Linked DNA regions of Mus musculus: region 2 is linked to region 1. A link is a contact called in public Micro-C data. All regions are on one chromosome and are shown on one strand. The core of a region is the stretch at or near the end of the contact, and the rest is flanking DNA. Distances in the headings are between cores, read along the strand shown. Region 1 overlaps Kl (klotho). Region 2 has its middle 7.4 kb from the start of Gm52834.

Evidence for each region. Hi-C and Micro-C count contacts between places; a contact is called where the count stands out from the background.
Region 2: a contact with region 1 is called in a Micro-C map of trophoblast stem cells, with 3 times the contacts expected there. The contact joins two enhancer-like sites. A contact is called at or near these places in 2 of 484 Hi-C or Micro-C datasets (both in trophoblast stem cells) and 1 of 115 datasets of contacts at active chromatin or transcription factors (fibro-adipogenic progenitors).

Annotation. Positions count from the first base shown.
Region 1 is chr5:150,966,974-150,972,778 of GRCm38.p6, forward strand. The region is part of intron 1 of Kl (klotho); the gene reads left to right. Among named protein-coding and RNA genes, the nearest start is that of Kl, 17 kb to the left of the region's middle. Within about 2 kb of position 3,713, at least 24 of the 459 cell types and tissues checked have an H3K27ac peak or open chromatin away from gene starts, as enhancers often do. A contact at or near this core is called in trophoblast stem cells, where this site is marked.
Region 2 is chr5:151,221,184-151,227,184 of GRCm38.p6, forward strand. It overlaps a transcript of Stard13 not described here. Among named protein-coding and RNA genes, the nearest start is that of Gm52834, 7.4 kb to the right of the region's middle. Within about 2 kb of position 1,823, at least 13 of the 459 cell types and tissues checked have an H3K27ac peak or open chromatin away from gene starts, as enhancers often do. A contact at or near this core is called in trophoblast stem cells, where this site is marked.

The DNA.
Region 1 (5,805 bases), core at 2,463-4,962:
TTAATTCCCAAAGAATATATATATTTTTGAGACAGGGTTTCTCTGTGTAGCCCTGGTTGTCCTGGAACTCACTCTGTAGACCAGGCTAGCCTCGAACTAAGAAATCTGCGTACCTCTGCCTCCCAACTCCCAAGTGCTGGAATTAAAGGCATGTGCCATCACTGCCAGGCCCAAAGAATATTTTGTATGTTTTGAAACAATTTAGTATTCAACATTAGATATAAGATGCTCAGTTATCCTCAGTATTACATATTCATTAATGATATTTTTAGAATAAGAATATGAGTATAAAAGTTAAACAATTTTTATGTACTATTTGATTCTCAAAATACTCAGTGTTATGTTTGATGTATAGAATGCATTTAAATAATAAAAATAACTTAAGAAAAATTCTTCTATGAGCCCCTTCTCAGGAAGCTTCTAGAGAGTGTCTTCCATGTAAAGTCACGAAGAAGACACAGTGTGCACAGCCCATGTCTAAGCTGGGGATGTGAGGATGAAGCAGAGACCTGAAGGTGGCTGTGCTGTAGGCACAGAGAAGCCAGTGCAGAGGGGGGAAGATTCCAGAAGTGTGTCTCCGTGTGATGTGAGCCAATGGGAGTCTGTGCCGGACGGAGGCTGCAGATGGTAAGATCAGTGAACCACAGGCACAAGGAAAACCAAGCAAAGAGAAAAGCTGTGTGAATATTAACTTCAAAGAAAACAGAATTAAGGAAAGACAGACTTCATTACCACACTGACCATCTGTGAATGATATTTACAATGGTGGAGCAAGCCTTCACCGGATGCTAGTGAAACCAAACCTCTTGCAAGGCTAATCTGTCAGTGTAAGATGGCTAAACTGTTAGCTTCCATAACAGGAAGCCAGTGGATACTGTGGATAGAAGAGTGAGAGTGGTGTAAATTAAAAAACAAACAAACAAAAAAACCCACAAAGTCATGGTTACACAATGATTTTTATTTCCTCTAGGGAGGGGAGCTAGGGAGAAGTGGAGTGTATGAGACAGAGAGTTGTAATTTTCATCTAGTTTTTCAGAATTATACTTGACTGTTTAAAAAGATTTATTTGTATTTTATGTCTATGTATGTTTGCCTGTATGTCTGTATACCTACCATGTGCATGCAGTGCTCACAGAGGCCAGTAGAGGGCATTTGATCCCCTGAAACTAGAGTTACAGGCAGTTGTGAGCTGCCCTGTGGGTGCTGGGAGTTGAACCTGTGTCCTCTGCAAGATCAGCCAGTGCTCTTAACTGCGGTGGCATCTCTTGAGCCCCAATCTATGACTTTTAAAGCATAAACATATATTACTGTCATAAAAATAAAAAGGAAATAGGTATTTTATCATCGCTTTAAAAAATAAATTGGTCAGTCATAACATTTATGCCATTCTAGCCCACAGTGCTCATTTTGAGGCAAGTTTTGGAACATTTCCGTGTTTTCAGAAGCGTACCTAGTGAGTTTTCGTGTCTGACTACAGAGAGAAAAATATAGCTGTGTGTACATCCCATGGGAGAGTGTGAGTCTCCTTTTCGAGCTCCCATTAGGGTTGATTCATTCAAATTTCCATCAGTCTTTGTCATTAAGAATCAACCATCAAATTTTTGTTTAACCATTGAAAGCTTTCAAGACACCACTCTTTAAACAGAGACTGTACTATAGTATATAAATCACCTTTTCTTGTTTTTGTCCCCAGCCATGTCACACAGAGGTTTATGAGGTATAAAGTTACAACATATAGAGATATAACTATTGTGTTTCTAGAGGGACAATGCAATACTATCAAATTATTTGAGGTTAATTTGCCAGATGTATTCTATTCATTTGCATTGGCCTCCAATTACATTTTTTTCTTTGGTACCAATGAATTCTTTTTAACATTACACCCTGTTCACGGGTCTCTTATTGTGTGATCTCCAATTGCTTCCCTTTAAAATTAAGAAGACTGCGTCTGGAGAGATGGCTCAGTGGTTCAAGAGCCTTGGCTGTCCTCAGCATCCCCCTGGCAGCTCACCAACTGCTGTAACTCCAGTTCCGGGAGAATCTGATGCTCCCTTAGACAGTGCATGTACATGGTGCACATACATACATACTATATACACACTTGCTGTCTTTGGTTTCTAACCAGGGACCACATCCAAATGGAGCACACAAGGTCATTGAGCCCAAATGCTGCATTCTTTTTCTTACCCTTTGTGTGTGAGATGTCCCTTTTGTGCTGGGGAAGGATAGAGATGAGTAGCTGCCATGCTGTGGTCCCCTGCTCTAGTGACCACGTATGTATGAGGTTCTGCACCAATTTGGCCTCCTGTCCCCGACTCAGCCTTTTAGCTACTCTATGGGCCCTGATGTGTTGGCGGCGGTGGCTGTGTGGGTGTCTTACTTTCTTCTCTCTTCCTAAAGCAGTTCTTTCTGCCTTACCCTTTAGCCATAGAACAAGAGACCTCACTACCGAGGGGTATTAGTTTTATAAAGCCAATGCATCTTCAAAAATAAATAAATAAATAAATAAATAAATAAATAAGGAGCAAGCTGATAATGGAAAGAGGATTTATTTACATTTGGCCCAAACAGAGACAGGAAGATACCTACTTTTCTCCCTCTTTTCTGTAAGGGTATTACAATTTGATGAAAGAAAAAAAAAAACAAAACTTAAAAAAATCTCAGAAATATGCATATAGTAATTAAGCTGTCAGAGCCGTGAAATCCCTCCTCAGAAGGCAAGTTCGGTCCCCCTTTAGCTCTAGCTGGCACCACGGCTTTACTTTCCTTCTCCTGTGGTTGGATTCTGAGGAGGGGACTTATTTCGGGGAGGTCCGGTCGCCCAAGGAAGGAGCAAGTGTGTTTCTGTTTAGAATGTCTCTTCTCCTGTCAGGATACAGCTTTACAAACCTAGTTCTGTGCACACGTGCCGCTTTCTCCATCAGATAGGTCTGGTTCTTCTCATTTAAAATAGTTCCTCCCAGCAGCTCAGCCTCACAGGAAGTGGAGGAGATGACTTCCTGGGGTTTCTGGGAAACCACGTGACTCGAAATTTACAGGTGCTGCTGGTGACACTCTTCAGAAAGTTTCACGAGCTTGCCGTCTTAGCTTCTGGAAGACTCAATGGGACCCACATTTAAAACCGAAAACAAATCCCTCTGGGATGAGAAGAGTTCCCAAAAATACAATCCAAGGTTTCTCGTGAACACCTCCTGGTATGAGCCAGTTCTTTGTATGTAATGACTGTTCAACACTGAAGCCAAGGAGCGTATGAGCTATTACTAAATTCATGGAATGAACGTTTGTAAATGAACCTGGACAAAGCCCAGGAACATCAAGAACTTTTTTCTTTTAATGATACAAATAATCTTTACAGATTATTTCTAATCACACAGGCTGGCTGTAAAGGAACCGGGTTTCCTAGGACTGGATATGGGGCAGAAGGATTGGCTGTGACAGGGGCCGAGGGTGGCAGACATTACCTTACAGAAAATGGGGAGCAATGGAAACACTGCTGTTGGGGTACACATGGAGTCTCCCCTACAGAGACATAAATAAAAAGGTTAGACCACACCATAGTTTGAAAGGAAAATAAGTCTCTGGTGAGTGACACCAGGAAACCTCGCATTCCTTTGGCACAGCAGGTCCTTGTGATCATCCTCCTTCTTACAGCATCTGCTGTATACTAATGCTCTCTGCAATCCACATTCCTGGTATTTGTTGGTGCCTGCCTCTCCTCTTGCTTAGAGAACACAGCCTGTCCCAGAGGCAGAGCAGCTGTCATTGTATAAACTGCATGCTCATGTTCTCAGTCCCACCTCTTTCTGTGGTCAGAGTCACCAAGGCCACCCCGGGAGCAACTCCTCAACCTGTCTCCTAAATAACTTTCCACCACAAACAGGTAAATGGAAAGAGGGCAGACAGATTGCTTCTCACTAACCACAAATCTACAAAGCACGCTGTGTTTTTCTGTAATCTTACCCTGTCTCTTGCTGTAGAAACACATCCACATGCCATTTTCCCCCCTTTGAGTTAAAGTGTTCTCTCCTGTGAGCGGAAGGGAGTTATTTAAAAAGCAACTGAGCCTATGGTCTGATCACCAGGAAGGCTCAGGGAGAAGGGGCTGATCAGCTGATTCCCAGCTGGAGAAGCTGGTGAGAAAGGAGAACATTTAGAAAGTTATAGGAGAAAAAAAAAATGCTTGTCTCAGCGCTGCTGACAATGAAGGGGAACTGCTCAATGGGGGTGTTGCAGAGTGACAGGGCGATGGTGATGATGGATGTTGGCATCAAAGATCCTGCGATGACCTTCTGATGTCTTTTGTCTCAGTGCTCACAGTCCTGTCGCAGTCCTGCATCTGGCTGTGTGCCTCCCTCCCTGGTCCCTCATGGTTTTCTGGTACAGTTCCCTCTGGTTCATGGTTGACTGGCATAGAAACATCGGGGTACAGCCTGAGATGCTGGCGCTCCTCCATGTCCCCAATAATGTCAGTGGGGTCACCATCACATCCAGTGATAATTCTGGTCATAAGCTGGCATATTTTATTAACAATTTTACATCAGTCATTTGGAAGTAATTCTTTTTTTTTGGTAATGTATGTGGGTCTTGCCTGCATGTCTGTCTGTGCTTCACATGCCTGCAGTGCCTGAGGAGGCCAGAGAGACTGTCAGATCCCCTGGAACTGGAGTTACAGACCATCGGGAGCGGCACGTGGGTGCTGGAAACAGAAGCTAAGTCTTCTATAAGAGCAGCCACTGCTCTTAACCACAGAGCCATCTCTTTAGGACCTAGAAGGATGTTCGTAGCAGTGTGATCTATTATTAAGTAGAATGATTTGACAAACGTTGTTAAGCTCTGTACAATGTGAGCTATGAAGTTACTTTTCCCTCCTTTGAAGAAATTTTAAATTATTATTTTATTATTGGTATTTTTGAGATAGAGTTTCACTATATATAGCTCTGCTCATCCTGGACCTCCCTCTGTAGACCAGGCTGGCCTCGAATTCACAGAGGTCTGCCTTCCTCTCCCTCCCAAGTGCTAGGATTCAAGAGGTGCTCCACTATACCTGGCTTCCTTTGAAGAATTTTAAAGCAAGTGAAAAAGACCTGTTATGTAGCCCACTTAGCAAAGCCAAGGCAAGATGGTTCCAAGTGACAAAAACCCAAAGCGACAACTTGATTTAAAAACCCATCCTGGCTTTCATCCTGGTGAATTGCTGAACATGCCTTTAACTGAATCGGAGACCTATCAGTAAATATGTAAATGTATGCAAATTAGATGACCCTGGACTGGGATCAGCTGGAGGCGAAGATGGGCTTCTTGAGAATAGAGCAAGAGCTTCGAGGGTCTGATGCTTCAGGATGGTACTTGCCTGTGGTCAGCATCACAAAAGCACAAAGACGCTTACATAGTGCATGCACTCACGTACACCCAGGCACACCTACACACATACACACTGTTCCTTCGTAATTACTGTGAAAATACCAGGGTACGTGCGCAGCAGAAGGAGACAAGTGAGTAGAGCCACGCTTGTCTCAGACAGTAGCATCCTGCATCAGGCAGGTGAAGCCAGGTGAGATGCTTGCTGGATCCTAGCCTGCCTCCAGAGTGTACTTGTCGGTAGGTATAGAAGCAACCTTCTTTCCATCCCCTGCTTTGAGATGCCTCTCAAAAGTCCTTCCAACAGCTGTCACCTGAGTCAGGACTGTAGTAGTGTCTACATTTTGGAGATTTAAAAAAAAAAAAATTCCAGCTTCTAGCTGTTGACATTTTAATCTATTCTGCAGCAGATGATTTGAAATGCTATTCTGGTTGTTTGTTTGTTTG
Region 2 (6,001 bases), core at 573-3,072, 250 kb after region 1:
TTATATTCTTAAGAGAGTACAACCAATAATCTGACACAGAATACTCATTCAGTATTGTTTATCCTCATTCAGTTATGTTTAAATACAAGTTTTGGGGAATTTTTTTCAATTGGATATCTTAGAGACAACTTGTTTAGTTAATTCCACTTAAGACGTTTCCAAGTGAATGAGCTAAAATAATTTCTCTCGTTTACATAACAAAGAATCACGCACCATTTTCAACATCCTTCATTGAGCCCTAGGCCTTAAAACTAGCAACTAACAAGTTTATGTGAAACTGAGATACAAAGTAAGGTGGACATTTCTGGGAAGCTTTTAAAGTTTCTTGCTTATACTGTTGGCTTCTATTATTTTCTCTTCCCATCTTTATACCTACTCTATGGTTCTATTTATCTGCCAAAACTGCTTAAGATACCAGGAATTCAACTATCAGAACTGGGGTTTCCGGCCCTCTGATCCAAATCAGCACCCTTTCTAGTCTCCAGTTCCTTGACCTTTTTTTTCTCTTCATGATATTTATAACACTCACAATAATTTTATTATTATTTATTATTAAATTATGTATTTATTATTTTCCATCTCTACCAGTTAAATGGAAGCCATGTCAAATCATAGATTTTATTTGTTGTGTTCAATACTAAGTTAGCAGAAGATGGGGCAATGTTTCCTACTAGGTGCTAATAAATATTTGCTGAATAAATAAAGTGAATGAGAATCTTGGTATATTCTGAATATGAAGTTATGATTTGGGATTTTTAAAAAAGATATGTTGTTTTCCCTAGGTTCTTTATCAATGGCCCCCAAGAAACTTTTGTATCTTAGACAAAAGATAAATAAGATTTATTTAATTAAATGTCAACTAGGGCTGGTCCATTTTCTTTACCTTGGCCTGATGTGTGACAACTTCCTCCAAAGAAAAAAAAACCTTCCATCTTCAAGGGAAAGCTCCTCAAGACACAGAATGTTCTAAAGCAAGGTGAAGCAATCTGTCGGGAGAAGTAGATAACTCAAAAGCTTCAGGAAGTCCCTGAAACTGACCAGATTAACTATGCCCCTCCCTACACAAGCTTATTTAAGTAGTAAAGGCTTTAGAGAAATATTCTCAGGGGAGCCAAGCTACCTGGATTCCATTGATCCGATCAGCTGCTTATAAGCAGCTCAGATTCCCCTAGATGCCTGGAAAATATATTCTCCAACCTGTTGAACAGTGTTTGGGTTTTATGAGCCATCACTCATGCTAAGGTGGGCTTTGGCGATGCTATGTTTGAGTCAGGTAAGTAAACTCTCACTCATACTCTTATAAGTAACCTCCGTAAAATTCATCCCACCAAGTTCGACTTTGCTGATGTCAGTATTTTGGTCTGCCCTTGGTTCCTTACTGGATCAGTAGATCTTTGTTTGTATCTCTCCAGGAATAGTGTCACACAACACGTTATAATAACAGTCATTCATTTTCTTTAGTTATAAGATGAGAGGGAGGGTAGAAGGCAAAGTGAACACTGGCATAATGACACTAGTCAATCCATCAGAGACTGGATAGCACAAGGCATGTCTATTATTAGATCTTGGTGATAACACAGGTAGGACTTGAAGTAGCCATTACCATGCAGAGCCATTTCAGTCACCCCCAGAGTGAAATACCAGGTACAGTCTATAGTCAAAGAGACAATTAAATCACCTGGAAAAGTTTTTTAAAACACATTCAACCTCCTTCTCTCCATCCCTCAGACACAATAGATCTGGTGAGGACATGGCCTGGATTTCAGGAAACCTTATCAACAGGTCTGGTGTGCTGTTTATTTTGGGAGCTGTCAGTTCAATAAACAGTAACTGACTGGCATGGATAGAGCTGAGCTCACATGGACAATGGTGACCAGAAGAGCAAGCATGGGGTAGAAGTTAGAGTTCAAATTCCCTCTGCCATTTTCTGACTATTGGACCTTTAGGAGTCATGTGAATTTTCTTTTCTTCCACCGTACAATTAATGTAATAGAGATCACTATGCCCATTGTGGCCCTCCATACGTGCATCTTTGTGAGAACCTGTTGATTTTCTAAGCTACTTTTCTAGTAATGAACAAACATAGAGCTGCAAAGCACTACACAAATGTTCAGGGTCATCATGAATCATTGTTATTATTACAGTAGTAACCCAAAGATGCCGAAATGCCATGCAAAACTCCCTCAGTTATGCCCTGGGTTGTCTTGAAGCAGCTGTGGCACAGGACTCTGGAAGTAGTATTACTCCCTTGTCCCTAGGACACCCATGAAATGTCATGACGCCTTCAGTGCTAGAGACTAGGAACAGGGTCTGGGTCTTTGTACCCTCCGAGCCTCACAAATGTGTATGTTGAGCAAGTCACTTGACTTCTCCAGGCCCTGGCTTCTCCACTATGAAGTGAGGAAGGCAACTGAACATGCAGGTATTGGGCTGCTCCCCAGGCAAAGTATTTATGGGTGTCATGAGGTTGAAACTTCCCAGGCTCAGATTGCATTCACTGAACCCATGCCCAGAGGTTGCTTTTTCTCAGAGGAAGTGTACCTCTGTCTGCATCATCAGCCTGTTAAGAAGCCTTTTTCCAACAGGCAGTAAAATTCTGTGTGTGTGAACAGTTGTTCCGGTGGTGCCTACCAGGATGTCTGGACACTAAATAAGAAAAGAAGGGAAATGTTTAGCAAGGTGTTGGACACTCAGCAGGACACATTCCAAGGTAGCTGTTAATAGAATGTTAATAGAATGACATCCGTTGTTATGTATTGTAATGCTAAATACTGGTTCTGAAGATTTGGCTGCCCCCTGATGAGGGGCATCAGGATCAGGATCTCCTTAGCAAGTACACCAAATGGTGCTATATAACTTTGCTCCTTGATTTAAAACTGTTGGTTATGTAAAGAAGAAGAGAGGTAGGCAGAGTTTCAGTTCCTGGGCTTGGGGTCTGGGGCAGAGACCACGAAGAGGAAAAGAAAGAAAAGAGAAGGGAGAAGACTCCATGGGTAGGTGGATCATGAGAACACAGCCATTGTTCTCAATGCCTGGCCAATTGAAGAAGACAGGGAAGTAGACATAATAGCATAGAGGGTTGATATCAGCCCAGCGCCAGTCTTTTAAGGCTTATTATAAATATAAAATTGTATGTCTTTTACTAGGGAACTAAATATTAAAGGTGGGGTAGGAACTCCCAATGGTTACTTACCACAATAGATATCAGTAGTGCACTCACGGGATGAGAACACAACACTCATCCCTAATGCTGGTACTAAGCTGGGGCAGCTGGCATGCCCCTAGGAACAGTGTGAGGCCCAGAGACAGATAGAACCATGAAAGTCATCATTAGATCCAAGCATGAATCCAGGAGACATTTCAACAGTGGCCCTATGGTTTAAATTGTAAATAACAACAGCACGGCTATGACCATCTAATTTACTACAGACTTATTGGAACATCAGGCTTGTTAGAGATGTTCTATGAAGTAGCCATTTCATGCTTCCCTTGTGCTCAGAACTAGATCCACAAAAGCCACTGTCATTAGCGTCTCTTCATGGGGCGTGCCCACCTGAGGGCCAGCGTCCTACTGTCGGGAAGGCCAGCTTCCTGGTAATGTCTACAGTAAGCTGGTTAGATCTTCTTCTGGCTTACTTACTTACTTATTCAGAGTCACTTAAATATGTTCTTAGATGATACAGGCTGAGAAAAAAACATAATGTTCTTATTTTTAAAAATGTGTTTATTTTTATTTTCTATGGGTATGAGTGTTTTGCCTGCTTGTGTGTACATTATGTGTACATACAGATATCTGGAAATGCCAGAAGAGGGCATCAGATACCCTGGGACCGGAGTTTTAGACAGTTGTGAGCCACCACACAGGTGCTGGGAACGTAGGTCTTCCCCCTCTACAAGAGCAGCCAGTGCTCTAACCACTGAGCAATCTCTTCAGCCCACGCTCTTATTTTCTTCATTGGCCAGAAATAATTATGTTTTGTTTAGATTAGCAAACAAGCAGTTCTAAGTATAGCTGCTGTTAGTAAAGGAAGACTTTACCTATGCAACAGGTGAGATTTGACTCTATCAATACTCTTTCCAGGGGCAGATGGGCACTAAGACAAGATCATATGTTGGCGAAGAGATCCAGAAAAATCCCTGAAGATGAACGAGAGGTTTTTATTACTGCAGCTAATTTCCTTTTCTTGGTAAAAACCACAGGTGAATGCCACACAGGAAATAGCTTTAATGACTTAAATAGAAGTAATTTAATGAATTAATCTGTATGGGCATTGTAAAAAACAATAAGTAAATATTTAATCAAGGACCAGCTTAATTAAGAAGGTTCAACACATACATCAGGGAGTCTAGCATGACAAGGGTTGTGCTTTGTCCCAATTGCCTGACATACTTTAAGCCGCATACTTTAAAAACAGAAATTAAAATATTTGCTTCAATGTATGTAATCAATGAACTATAGTCATTATAACCCGGTGACAATCAAAGACGATGTTAGTGCCTCATTTCATTATGACAGTGTTATACTCAGCAAACACTAAAATGGAACCTTTTGAAGGTGAATTTACAAAGCAGAGCCCGATACTGTAAGAGCCTGGTTTCCTCTGCGCGTGTAATCATTTATCATGTAAGACCTTGTGCAAAATTAAAATGGCACTTGAATTATTTTTATGAGTTTCAAAATGTTAATGCCAGAACACTGGACTAAGCAGTGGGGACTGTGCTGCTGGGTGGGGAAAAGAGGGCGGGATTACAGACTTCTGCACTGGAAACTAAGGCTGATGGGGCTTAGCCTCAGATGGCCCCTGAGGCTAAGCAGCCCGGTATAACTGCAGTGCAGAGCCTGTGGGTACAGGCATGTGGGGAGCAGAGAATAATTTTCAGGAGTGGGCTCTCTCCTTCCACTGTGCGGCTTCTGGAGTTGGAACACGGGTCCTCAGACTTGGCAGCAGGTGCCCTGGCCTATGAGCCCTGCCACCGGCCTATTGTATAGATTTTATAGGTGCTTCCAGGCCCGGGGCTCTAGCATCTTCTCTCCACGTTTCTTCTCTGATTCTGGCAGATGTCGTTCCAGTTCTAGGAGGTACCCACTGTGAGACTCTGCTGCGCTGTGCTAAGAGTCTGAAACTGCCCCCGGGTGGGGGGGGGAGTGGGGGGGACCGGGAGTGCTGAGTGGTCCTCTGCCCCTTTCTCTTCTCTCATCCCTTAGACCATCCCCCAGACTCCACAAAGCAGAGGGATTGAAAACAACTGATGATGTAATTAGCCCTTCAGCCCAGTTACACAGCTTCACTGAAAAGCTAAAAGGGATATCGGAGATTATCTAGTTCAACATCTCTCTCATTTTAACCCCATTTTCATCCAATTCCAGGTAAGCCAAGGGCATGTGAATAACTGTTGGCTGTATTATCCCAAAACTGATGGTAAGTATTACAAACAAATCAAAATTGATCATGTCTCCAAAAGACAAAATCTTTTGCATAATCAATGAACATATTAAAATGCCAATGGATCCGACTCCGACGCTGCTATCCACATATTCAGCATTTGACTGAAGCTCTGTCAGAATAAGGAAAGTCCAAGGTCCTATCACTTGGAAGCTCCTAACGAGACCCACATACACAGGAACCAGCAGATTACTTCAGAATTGAAAGGACTAGTGGCTTATGGTTAGTGCTAAAGGAATCTTTTTAACACCGAGATCTTATGTCTCTGGCACTTTATACCTCAGATACACCTTTGCTTAAACTAACATGTAGTGTTATTGGAGGGCAGAAGTGGGACTACTTTTTTTTTTTTTTTGGTAGGTAACTCAGTTCTCATGACAACACAGAAGTGCGTACTATGCTTAGCCACTCTTTTGAAGCTAAGGAAACTTAAGAACACTGAGGTGAATTTTGACCCCAAATCTACAGCTTATTAGCAAGCAGAATTAAGATTCAAACTCAGACACACGACAGCTTCCAAGATGAGGTATTTTCTATGCTTTGTTTTGTTTATTTGT